Regions from separate parts of the Rattus norvegicus genome. Here all the other regions are linked to region 2. Evidence: chromatin contacts called from public Hi-C data. All regions are on one chromosome and are shown on one strand. The core of a region is the stretch at or near the end of the contact, and the rest is flanking DNA. Distances in the headings are between cores, read along the strand shown. Region 1 overlaps Ets1 (ETS proto-oncogene 1, transcription factor). Region 2 overlaps LOC102552355 (a long non-coding RNA gene). Region 3 has its middle 230 kb from the start of Ets1.

What was found. A called contact is a pair of places that touch in the nucleus more often than the background predicts.
Region 1: a Hi-C map of liver shows a contact between it and region 2, with 2.2 times the contacts expected there. The contact joins two enhancer-like sites. A contact is called at or near these places in 2 of 12 Hi-C or Micro-C datasets (kidney and liver).
Region 3: a contact with region 2 is called in a Hi-C map of liver, with 5 times the contacts expected there. The contact joins two enhancer-like sites. A contact is called at or near these places in 7 of 12 Hi-C or Micro-C datasets (the A7r5 cell line, the Rat2 cell line, Schwann cells and 3 more).

What each region holds. Positions count from the first base shown.
Region 1 is chr8:39,395,848-39,399,861 of GRCr8, forward strand. It overlaps Ets1 (ETS proto-oncogene 1, transcription factor), which reads left to right. Exons shown (of 8, transcript NM_012555.2): 2 at 400-519; 3 at 1,995-2,195. Among named protein-coding and RNA genes, the nearest start is that of Ets1, 34 kb to the left of the region's middle. Within about 2 kb of position 2,739, at least 9 of the 93 cell types and tissues checked have an H3K27ac peak or open chromatin away from gene starts, as enhancers often do. A contact at or near this core is called in liver, where this site is marked.
Region 2 is chr8:39,502,633-39,506,670 of GRCr8, forward strand. The region is part of intron 2 of LOC102552355 (a long non-coding RNA gene); the gene reads right to left. Among named protein-coding and RNA genes, the nearest start is that of Ets1, 140 kb to the left of the region's middle. Within about 2 kb of position 1,644, at least 4 of the 93 cell types and tissues checked have an H3K27ac peak or open chromatin away from gene starts, as enhancers often do. A contact at or near this core is called in liver, where this site is marked.
Region 3 is chr8:39,590,397-39,594,340 of GRCr8, forward strand. No RefSeq gene overlaps it. Among named protein-coding and RNA genes, the nearest start is that of Ets1, 230 kb to the left of the region's middle. Within about 2 kb of position 2,490, at least 29 of the 93 cell types and tissues checked have an H3K27ac peak or open chromatin away from gene starts, as enhancers often do. A contact at or near this core is called in liver, where this site is marked.

The sequences.
Region 1 (4,014 bases), core at 1,489-3,988, 110 kb before region 2:
TCTTTTTATAGGTAACCGAGACTATGTAGTAATAGCTCAAATGGTTTCAGTGAATAAGTTGGATATGTGGGGGAAGGGTGAGGGTAGTGGAAATCAGAAGGAAGAATAAGGATTTTTGCTCACCAGGATGCAGAGTGTTGTAAGCAAGACACAGGGTTGTTTTTGTTTGTTTGTTTGTTTTTTTGTTTTTTTGTTTTTTTGTTTTTTTTCTTTTTTGGTTTTTGTTTCCAAAGGGGCTTAGTGTACTGTGGAAACCCCCTTCAGTTTTACCTGCTGCGATGATGATGAAGACGTGAGCACAGTTCTTTCTCAGTTTGCATTCTCTTCACACTCTGTTCACACTCTTCCCTTCTTTGTGCGAGTTTTGTTTTTCATACGCTGCTTTGTTTTCCCTGACAGATATGGAATGCGCAGATGTCCCACTGTTAACTCCGAGCAGCAAAGAAATGATGTCCCAGGCACTGAAAGCTACCTTCAGTGGTTTCACAAAAGAGCAGCAGCGACTGGGAATCCCCAAAGGTATACTTTACATGGTAGGAAAAAGGAACGCCGAGACGGATGCTTAGGGAAGCTTCATTTGCTCTCCCCGTAGCTAGGCTGGGTAAGATCAGTCACAGTGGAATCTGTGATGGGCAGTTGCAGAAATCCACGAGACATGGGGACAGATGCTCCACTCCTTTGTCATCGCCAGTGGTCCTAGGACAGTGTCTCCCGACCTGTCTGTACACCAGCATCTCTGGATCTTTGAGAGCTTCTGGAGTAAGCCCCAGACCAATTCAAGTCATCCTAACGGTCACTGACAGCTTTATTTTGTAAACTCCTCTAACAATTCCAGGTCGTAGGCAAGTCTGGAGAACCTGACTTTAGAGTCAGTATGGGTGACCATGGATGAACCCAGGGAGCTGGGCTGCTTTATATTTAGACTCTGTTCTCTTCCATGTGCTTTGGCAAAGTGTGCTTGCACTTTGGGCGTTCCTATCTAAAAGGGTTTACTGAGTCCATGGAGTCTGGAGTTATCATAAAAAAGTGAACTATGAATTGTCAGCTTTCCCTAGGAACATTTGCTGGGCAGTCATGAGTAGGCAAGCTGTGTCTTGTCCTTATTTTGCTTTTCATTTTGCGTTGATGTTGTTGTTAAGAAAGTTGAAGGAAGGCTGTCTATAAATAACACCTCATCTAACTGGAAATGAAAGACTTCCAGCATGGCCAGACCGAAGAGCTGGTTACATTCTTAGAATACATCTTTGCATTTTTTCTTCTTCTTCTGTTTACAACTCTACTCCAAACCTGAGTGGACCACAACCCCAAGCATCCTTTGTGGACCAGAAGGCGAGCAAAATGACTTCTGAGCCCTGGGTGTTCCAGCACCTTGTGCAGTTACTTTTGGTCCAGGCATCACTTACGTGCACCGTTTTGGTGTCATTGACAGATACAGCTCTGTCAAACCTTAGGCCAGGTATGAGGATTTCATGATATCACTGCTACTCAAAGCTGGGCCTGTGGTCACAAATAATGACACTCGAATGGCTTGTCATTACTAATTGCTGGGATTATTGTAAAACCTAAGTGGCTAAGATAAGAATAATCGAGTATAAAATCCTCAAGTGTGTCGCAGAGCTGAGAGCAGACGGGGGCATGCAGAATTTGTGGAAAACACTTTACACTGTTATTATTGCCCTTAAAGAAGGCATATTCCCTTATCTGGGGGCTTTAAATTTTTTTTTTTAATGGGATAAGGGTGAGAGAGGAGATCAGTGGAAATCTTGGTCTTAAAAAAAAAAAGCAGGGAATTACTCTTGGCTGACTTTAGCTCCTCCTATCTGACAAAATAGGGCAAGTGGGGTGCTAGATATGGGGAAAGAAATCTGAGAGGTCCTGGACAAGATGCTGCTCCCTGGGTGTGAGAGTCACTAGCGTCCTCAGCCCTGTCCCATCTCTTCCTGCCTTCCCTCAGCCTGACCCACTGTATCCTCACTTGGCCTCTCTCTTCTCAGACCCCCGGCAGTGGACAGAAACCCATGTCCGGGATTGGGTGATGTGGGCTGTGAATGAGTTCAGCCTGAAGGGTGTGGACTTCCAGAAGTTCTGTATGAATGGAGCAGCACTGTGTGCCCTGGGTAAAGAATGCTTCCTCGAGCTGGCTCCAGACTTTGTGGGGGATATCCTGTGGGAGCATCTAGAGATCCTGCAGAAAGGTAAAATGTGTGGAAACAATGGGGTAGGGAAGTGGAGGGGGGCATTTCTCTAAAAGTAGGAGAAGAGCTGGCCGGATGGTGGGATGTTCTTGCTTTTGCCTGTAGGTGTTCAGCCATGGCATAGATGGTCTGTGGGGATGTGTTTGGTGCAAAGCAAGAGCTCAGTACATGCTGGCTCCTCTATGCCTTAGGAGTTCATATTTTAATTTTTAAGCAAGACTGTACTTTAGATTCCTGTATACACTCCATGTTATTTTTGTAGACCCATACATTATTTGAATAAACAGTGCCTGGACTTAAATAAATCTGGATTTAAGAAACAGGTGTTTTTATCTACTCCAGAAACTTTAACATATACTCCCTTGATCTATGACGTATCCTCTGGTAACAGGAGAATACAGCTTTTCCATGCTCATTAGCACGACAAATGTCTCTGCCAGTTGCTGGTTTGGCATTATGGCGGTGTAGAACACCTTTTACACTCCGAGCCAAAGCTAGGGTTATATCAGGACGTGGTGTTGCAACCTTTTAATGACACAGCCTCCTCTACTGGCCTCTTCTAACCTTTTTGGACCAAGTGACTCATGTCCCGTAGCACCGGCTGAGTATAGCAACAGCAGCGGGTGGCAAACTTGGGTGTTTCTGTGCTTATTTGTCTAAATTTCTTCTTAAAATAAATTGCAGTTACCAGCAGTCAGCAGTGCCCTACAGCTGACTGTAAGCCTAGAAGCCTGCTGCCCTCTGTAACCAGGCCCACCCTTTCCCTGTGGTCACCAGCCTCAAGCTCTAGGCACAGTCACTGGGGGTAGGGCACAGAGCTCATTCCTCGTAAGACCTTCCTTTGTTTAAGAGTATGCCTCAGTCTCAGGACTGAGGAGAGACCCAGGTCCCATTCCTCTGGGCACGTGAATGTGATGTGCGTTCCTTTGCCTCAGCTTCTCATTGAAAATGATCAGCGGATGAACACATTTAAGGACTTGGTGGGTCTCTCTGGGTGCTGCTACTCAGGACAGGACAACAGCTCTAGGAACTGTACTGGTGCTGACCCCACTAGGCACTGACTTGAGTGACCTGCTCGTAAGAGGAAAAGAAAGATGTGGTAGACTCCTCAAAGCGCTGGCTTGGTGCTGCCTTCTGAACACAACAGCAGGTTGCACCAGACCATGAAACCAAACATAGTCTGTCAATACAATGCTTCTCTGAACTCAGAATGAATTCCCACAGTGGGTGTACCAGGAGCTGGGGGTACTCTCAGTCTGTCACTGGCCATGGTCCATTCATATCCTTGATTCTGAAGGGCTGCCAAATAGATTTTCTTTCTCGGAATTACCCTCAATTAGTGATCAACACGTTAAACTTTACTTCTAAGTCTGTTTTAATTTCACTTCCCACCCAGTGTTCTTGCTGTGCTAATGTGCGTTCACAGGGAACTGCTACTAAGACAGGATTAGACTGTGGACTGCTTCTATGCAGGGGAGTACCGTCAGGGAACTGAAGTGCAGTACAGTGTAATTGAGTCCGTGTGAGGAGGCAATTCTGTCACCCCAGCCGGTGTCCCATCGCTTGAGGCAGTAAGACTGTCTTTCTGGGGATTCACCTTTCTGAGTGGATGATCAGGATGCTTGTAGGCAGAACAGCGTCCTTTCTGTGATCTCACTTGAGCAGCATGGCAGCCAGAGAACATAGCTGCTCGGGGTGGAGCTGTAGGCCAAAGGTGCAGGGGATGTTTTAATCTGATAAGCCACTCAAGCAGAGTTTAATCATTTTATCTCAACTGGGAACTTTTTTTTTCCTCTTTTTGAGTACAGGCATAAACTTG
Region 2 (4,038 bases), core at 394-2,893:
CTCCATGTTTCTTATTTTTCTTCCTATGCCCTTGAATTTAGACAAGGAGTCATCGCATCTTCCCATGTTTTCTGTATATTTGGGGATAAAGTTGTGAGTAAAAGTCTAAGATGCCCAAGGGAAAGGTTTACATATACAATGCCACATCCCACCCACTGATCTCATTCCCTCCACAGACCAAATATTTATTAAGTTTATGCTTGTGCTTGAAGCTGCCCGAGACTGCAGTTTATAGTTGGATCAGAGATGCTTGCTGACCTCTCTCCTCAGGAAACTTATCTCTTAATACAGCGAAAGAACATTATACACAGGGCTAGTAAATACCACCAAGTAGTGTCTGTGTGTGTGTGTGTGTTTGTGGTGTGTGTGTGTGTGTCTGTGTGTGCACGCACGCACACACATGCATGTGCACACATAATAAGACATTTTGGAAGGAGGAACAGAAAACAAGGACAAGAGATAGAAAACACAATTTTTAAATATTTTAGGTTAGGTTGGGGGGGTTGCGTAATGAGCAAAAATATCTATATTTTCTTATAGGCTATGGCTTGGCCAAAAACAAAGCTAATTATTTTCCCTCTTAATACAGATTAGATGTTGCTGCCTCTCTGTTTCTGGGTTAAGCTATTTCTCCTGGATATAGTTTTATTATCTAATGGAGAAATATAATTCATATTTTCCAGACTGAAGCGAAATCTCAGTTTCTTTACTATGAACGATCCCGCCTCTCTGTGATATGTCATAGACACAAGATACAAGATAGTTTAGGACTCAGTAAATGAAATTAACATTTTAAATTGTTTTGAAGAAAATTTATCTAAGAAATATGCCACCAAACTCCAAACTGGCCTGGTCTAGGGACCAAGACACCATTACTTTTCAATCAATTCTTCCAGTTCCCATCTTCTCCAGATTCTGTTTGTGTCAAGACCAGAGAGCAAGAACTTCAGCAGAAATGGAAGGCTGCCGCTGACCAGTTTTCCTGAAAATCAGGTCCACCGCTAGAGGAAAAAGAATCCCATGTTCTGAGAAACAGGAGCATGTGTAATTAATACTTCACATATCCATGAGACAGATGAAGACACACACACAGTTGTTAAAGGAGGACATGACGAACCTTGGCTGTTATCATGTGGGTGCCAATGTCCTCTGTCTGAGAGAGCTATAGCAATGGGAACGGTACTCACTACGCACCAGAACAATGCTGAACCAAAGGACCCACCACAGGAAAGAAAGGCACAACCGAACAGCCATGCAATCATCTTATGAAATCCTTCATGTTTCTGTTTTAATCTTCTCACATTTATGTGCTGACTTAGAATGTTTGCATATGACCGAGACCACAGGGAACACTCCGCAAATATCCTTTATTTGCTGCTGTGTACGAGAGAAGGGAAACAACCTCTGAGATCCCAGTAGTCACTATCTGACCCAAGTGGCTCCCAGATGTAAGGCCTTAGGAGTTTGACTACTGAAAGCCTCCAACTACATTAAAAACCAGTGAATCTAATAATGTAACACAATGGGAATCACAATGGGATCACAACTGGGAGCCTGGTGTGTTTGAGGTTTAGAGAGAGTGTTCAGGGGACAAGTGCTTTCTGGGAGCACACAGCTCATGGCTTTCATTCCTATTTGTTTTGGATGTATCTCTCCCATGACCTGGCTTGTTTGCTCTAGACAAGAGTCCAGGCAGAGTGAGGCAGAGCCCACACCCAGCCCCGTGTCTGCTGTCTCCTGTCACTGCTGGCCTTGTTTGCAGCCTATGTCAAGAAGCACTCTCTCGAACTTTATATAATTTGTCAGAGAGGGGGGGTCTTTCTTTTTAAACTTGGAGGCAGCATCAAAGAATACCCAGAGCCCTGCACAAACTGCTTTTTACCATGTGGACGACTAGGTTCCTAGTGTTTTCTTTGCCTCTTGCCCCCAAATCAAATGGAAACTCTCTGGCAAGGATAAAAACATATGGTTTTCCCCATTGCACCCACCCACCTTTCTTTTATCAGGGAAAACAGTGGAAAACCAGACTGCTGGCCCAGGCTGTTGGCACCTGAAACTCTCTCCCTCCTCGTATCTACTATCTCAGCAACAAGGATGGAGAGAGACCACTAACCAGCTTTCTCCTCACTTAGCCCTCACGACAAGCGGGCTGGATTGTGCGTTGCCTCATCTTTGGCGACAGGAACTGGGCAGTTGAAAGAATTCAGCTTCATCATAAATGAAGGAAGAATGGAAGCCATACTCTGGTGGTCATTTCCAAATCAAGTTGGCTTTTGTTTGAACTAAAAGGAAGGGGAAATGAGCGCCACCCCAGCGTTGGCAACGGGGTGTTGTTTTCCAGAACCAGGTCTGATTAACTTCCGGGAACTTCCGGGAACTCAGGCCAGTCACATTTTCTAAGTGGCACTTTGGGTACTTGTGATCCCGGATTTCCTTGGCCAAATGAGCAGCGGTGCATTTCTAGGGTTTCCCCGGGCATCTTTCTAGGGTGTGTGCCTTGGGGTGGGGGATGTTAATCATATACAGCTCATAGGCTTCAAGCATGACCAAGGGACTGCTCTTTACATTGTAGGCTGGTAGATGGAGCCGGAACTTAGGATCAGCGTAGCAGTAGGGAGAAGTGAGGCACTTTCTCCTCACCCCTCTTTGCTCTGCTGCAGGATTCATGGGAGGCTGAGAATTTTGTGTCATTTTGGACCTTAAAGCTAGTCATCAAAGCAAATAATACAGAACATATTCGATGTACAGTGTATGACATTACATTTTTACTTAAGGGCCCATGTGTTAATGGAGATTCTGGAGAGAATGTGTAACTTTGGTCTCATGAGTGAAGTCTGTAAAAATCAATTCAGGAGTCATTCCTTATCCACACTTGACTTTTTGATTTTTGTTACTTATATTAAGCAAGGTCCACAACTATTAAATGGAAAATTTCCAGAAGTAAACAATGAGTTCATATATTTTATATAACTCCTATCAGTCTACTGATATTATTGTCTTATTTTATTATTAGTTATTATTGTTAGTATGCTCAATTTATAAATTGAACTTTTTCAATATGGAGGTGCTAGAAAATACGGACTTTGGTACCACCCAGAGTGGTAGCGATTTCAACATACATGTCCTATAGATAAGGTTTTCTACTTGATCTAGCTCAAATTTTGGGGAGTTGTAGAGAATAGGAAGGAAATCTACTGGAGTGGAAAGTACCTGAGATTTGGAGCGAAAGAAATCTGGATTCCAGAAACATTTATTAAGCCTTTGTAGTGTATATGACTTGGGACTAGATCCCAAGGTAGAAAAAAATACAGACAAAAATTTACAAAAACCTTAGAATGGGGAAATGGATAGTCACACAAAAAAGACAACACGGTGTGTTCAGAGACACTTCGCCAGTATAGTCTAACAAACAAGGAAGGTTCTCGGCAGTAAAGAATAGCTCCTCGGAGCAAAAGAAGTTCACGAAGGTTCCACAGAGGTGATTTTCCGTAGGTATTTCACCTTATCTGTATCAGATTGCCACAGGGAGCAAAGCAGTCCTAAGGGGAATGGAGTGTGCCCACAGGTGGAGGCCTGAGAGCTAACCTCCACTTGATAATTAGCTTTGTTAGTTGATTGTTTAGTGACTTTGGATCGTTTAGTTACTTAATCTCTGTTAACCTCAATTTCCTCTTCTTTATAATGGGGGACATAACATAGTAATTATGAGCCAGTGCTTTGGAAATACGTATTTTAAATAAGGCGCCCCATTCAGATCCCTCTAAATCCCAGCCAAGGAATACTCTGCTGTTTTTGGCATGGGAGTTGGGGTGTCTCCTGGGGACCCTGAGAATCAATAGTCACATCTGGGTTAAGGAAAAAATAAAAGAGGAACACTGAGTTGAGAGTAGGCCAGCCCAGGAATGGCGGTGTGGGTTGGTATAAGAAAGAGAATTTGAAAATGAAGTGCTGCTGGTGCTTCAGAGGTATCCTCCTGGCTCTTAGCAGTCAGCCAATGCCTTCCTACTGCCCAGAGTCAGTGGCCTGTGAGCATGCTAT
Region 3 (3,944 bases), core at 1,240-3,739, 89 kb after region 2:
GTGGTTAGACTTCATACTGGAAAGAACTTGGAGGGCCTTATACTGGTTTGTACTGTGGAGATGTAGGACAGATAGTCGGTGTTATGTACTTGTTTAGTGACACATGTAGAAAAAAAAGGGTAGGTAAGAAGCAATTGTGATTTTTTTAAAAACTTATTTTCTTCTTCAAAACTTGTACATAGATTGTGTGTGTGTGTGTGTGTGTGTGTGTGTGTGTGTGTGTAAACTCATGAACTTAACATTCATTTCTACCCCAGTGATGATCCTTCCTACACCATAGTTTACAGATGCATTTTCTATCGATTGACCTTCATACAATTTTGCCATGGCCTGCATGAACCATTTACCCTACATCTTTTTTTTTAAATAATCAAATCATATTGTTATTTCCTTCAGGTGTCTTACGTCCTTCAAACAGGTATACGGTCCCTGAAGATAGAAGCTTCCAAATGCTCTCATCCTGTGTTGGCAGAATTCCCGTTAGGTGTGCCAACTTTATGTAAGAGCCACACGGGAGAATCACATGGTCTAAAGTTCAGGTTCACTTCAGAGTTCTAACCAGGGATTTTCTTAAAGACATAGTAAGGGGAGAGTCCCAGATTACTTGCAAGTAAGTCAGGTATCATGGGCCTGATCTTTGCCTCAGACCTACATGATAATTGTCTCATTGTTAGGAACATGTTCAACTTTCTCCTTCTTACCCCTCCTTGTCTCTCTCTCTCTCCACAAAGGTGGAGACCAAAGTTACCGGAAGCCTCAATTGTCAGAGCTCAAAGCCCTCGCTCAACATTTGACATTTGGAAACGTGTCCCCCCCTCCCCTTCCTCTGCACCCTCATCTTGTTTGCATGGGTGCCAGCCTTAGAGATAACCATATCAGGCAGAAAAAATGAAATGTGTTTCCTTCTAAAGTGTCTTCCTCCTACACGGTACAGCTAGGCACCCCAGGCTTGTCTGCATATAACTTAGGCTTCTCTCTTTTGACTTTTAGGCCAGCAGATAGAACATTTCACATTTTTTTTCTAGAAAGAGACAGAAATCATGGAACTTTTAAACCAGAAAAAAAAACCTAGCAGATTATTTCCCCCGAAAGTCTTGTTTGATGGTGGTGGTGGTGGTGGTGGTGGTGGTGGTGGTGGTGGTGGTGGTGGTGGTGATTGTGATTGGAGAAGTTTGATCCTTGGTTTGCAGTCAGTTACATATGAACTGAGCTGGTATCGAACCTCAGCAGTTTTATAATGTCAAGACTGATATTCCTATCAGAAAGGCTCGGTCGGGATGCATTCACTTTAGCAAGAATTCTGAAAGTTCAGACAGTGGACTTTCCCAGAACCTTTACAGACCAAAGAAAGTCTCTCATGAATTCATCGGGGAAATAGACCAGCCCTGTCCTGTAGTGTCTTTCTTGGGAGGATGGCTGGAGACTGGAATAGCTCTGGGCCTGACCTGGAGTCTGTTTCAGGCAGGTAGTTGAACTCCTTCAGCTTTGTGTGACCGCTGTGTACCCAAGACTTAAATGCTGAAGCCTGACACACACATGCTCCTAGAGGCCTCCTCAAGACATTGAAGGACGCTAAATTTAACTCTTTAACATCCGCCAAATCTGGTAACAGAAGAAAACGGGAGGCAAGGCTGGGTCTCTGCTTTGTACGGTTTGGAGACATCCAAAATAAGAATGCCCAAAGTATTCCCCACCCCATACACACCCCAAAGGGCCAGAACACTAGAGGAGTTCTCTACTTTTGGCCTTTGGGGGATTTTTAGGGCAAATCCAAACAAAACCAAAAGGGCTCCAAACTTAGTGGTACTATTCTCCTAGGAATTGGAAATGTGACCAGAGACAAAACCAGAAGAGAGAAAATGGGTGGAATCCCCAACCTGGCTTTGTCTCCTCCCATCTTGGACCGTATCTGGAATTCTCTCTAACGCCCATGCCACTCTCGAAACACTGAGTGGTTGGAAGACCAGCAGAGGTGCGTAAAAACCTCCTTCATGTGCCACTGTATCATTTAGAGGTGACACTCACCGGGGTCCTGTGCAGCACCATTGTGCTCTGTGTGGTTTGTGTGTGGTGGGGAAGTCAGGTCTAGGAGCTGCATGGCGTTCACCTCGGGGCTCCAAGCTCACAGCCAACATTTTGCTTCCTCAAGGGCCAGTGAGAATAGCCTGTTTGAACCCCAAAGGCACACTCTCAATCTAGGGCACGACCCCTTTTGGTGCTCTTGGCTACAGTTCTTGTCCTACCCCCAGCCTGCAGGGTTCTGCTGAAGCAGAACCGTGCACTTCCGGACCCCACACTCTACTTGCGTGCTTCCCAGCCCACTAGAGAGATTTTTCAGAAAACTATTTTTAGAAATAGTAACCTCAGAGTAAGAAAGGCACGGCACTCCAGATTGGGCGTTTTTCTGGGCCAAGCAAGCTAAGGAGCAGTTGTTTAAAGAGAAAGGTGTAACAGCAGCCCTTGCTGTTCAGCTGGGGGATCGTCTGCAGATTCCTGGGTTTGACTCCCTCTAGCGTCTCGATTAGGAAGACAAGTCTAAAGCCAGGCTTAGGAGACTTGTGGGGAACTGGGACACAAAGTATTTTTCTTTGTTTTGTTCCTAGTTCCTCCTCTGCTCTCCATTCTCTCTTTTGTGACAGACTTCCCAGCACGAGAAGAAAATGAAGATTAAATATTAAATTTACGAATAGCAGAGCGATTTATTTGCATCTTTTTTCTTATTCCTGGAAGGATCAGTGATTAAGCAGAAGTTTATCTCAAGAATGAGGCTATAATGTAACTTCTGGATATCTCTGTTTACATAAAGTCTATTCCCTGAAGAGAATCTGCATGCGCGCTGTTAGGGAACACTGTGTACTGTGCACCTCGTCACAGAATTAGGGTCAGCCGTACTGCTGCTTTTGGAGAGGACAGATTAAGAGGAGGGGCTTGTGGGTGCAGTGGCAAGGCAGCATGAGACTTCATAAATGTAAGGGACACAGGCACATAGGACTAGAAGCACAAAGCAGTGTGTCTGTCTTTGAAAGTTGGAATCATTGGTTGTTTTATCGTATTTCCCTATGAATTTGATGAGCCTTCTTCACGAAGGAAACAGAAGAAAAAACTAAATGAACTTTTCTAGGTCTCTGAATGTGAGGATTCTAAAACTGAGTGCCGTGCGATTTCCCGATGGAAAGGAAGCTCTAATTGAAGGAATCTTCATTGGCCAGGAGAGCTCAGTCCTCCAGTTGGAACGTTTATCAGCGTGGAAAAGAGGTGGCAGACAATTATCTGGTTAGGTTATAGATGGCTGGATTTCTCCTATAACCTGGCTGTGGCTTACTAACGTCTGAGCTACAGAGTAAACCCAAGTGACTGTGGGTGACAGGACGGGAAACGTGTGCAGTGCACACTTAAGACATGCTCGTACCTCCCGGCCTGTTTTGAGTCAGACTTTGTGAATTATAGAACAGCAGCCATTCATTCAACAGAAAGCATTCCATTCACAAACACTGCAGCTAAGCTCACAATGGTTCATTATGAGTTCTTTTGCTGAAGGGCTACTTGCCTTTCCAGGGCAACAGCCTCTTCTTTGACTGCCTTTCTCTCAGCTCCCATTTACCATTTTCACATCATTCTCTTTAGAACTTATCTGATGTCTAGCAGCCCCTGGTGGGCAGACTGGAATGCTCCCACCACCCTTAACATACTCACACTGAGCCTGTAAACATCAAACGATGATTTAATCCACTAAGGTAGATTTTCCAGAATGTATCGGTTTCTTTGCCTTTGCTACCATGGAAAACAAAGGCATGGGTGTTGGGCTCAGAAGATGGCGCAGTGTATAAAGTGCCTGTCTTACATATTCAGGATCCATGCTCAGTCTCCAGACCCAAGAAAAACAGAACAAACAAACAAACAAACAAACAAACAAAAAACAAGTGCATGCTGTGTTCGATTGAAGA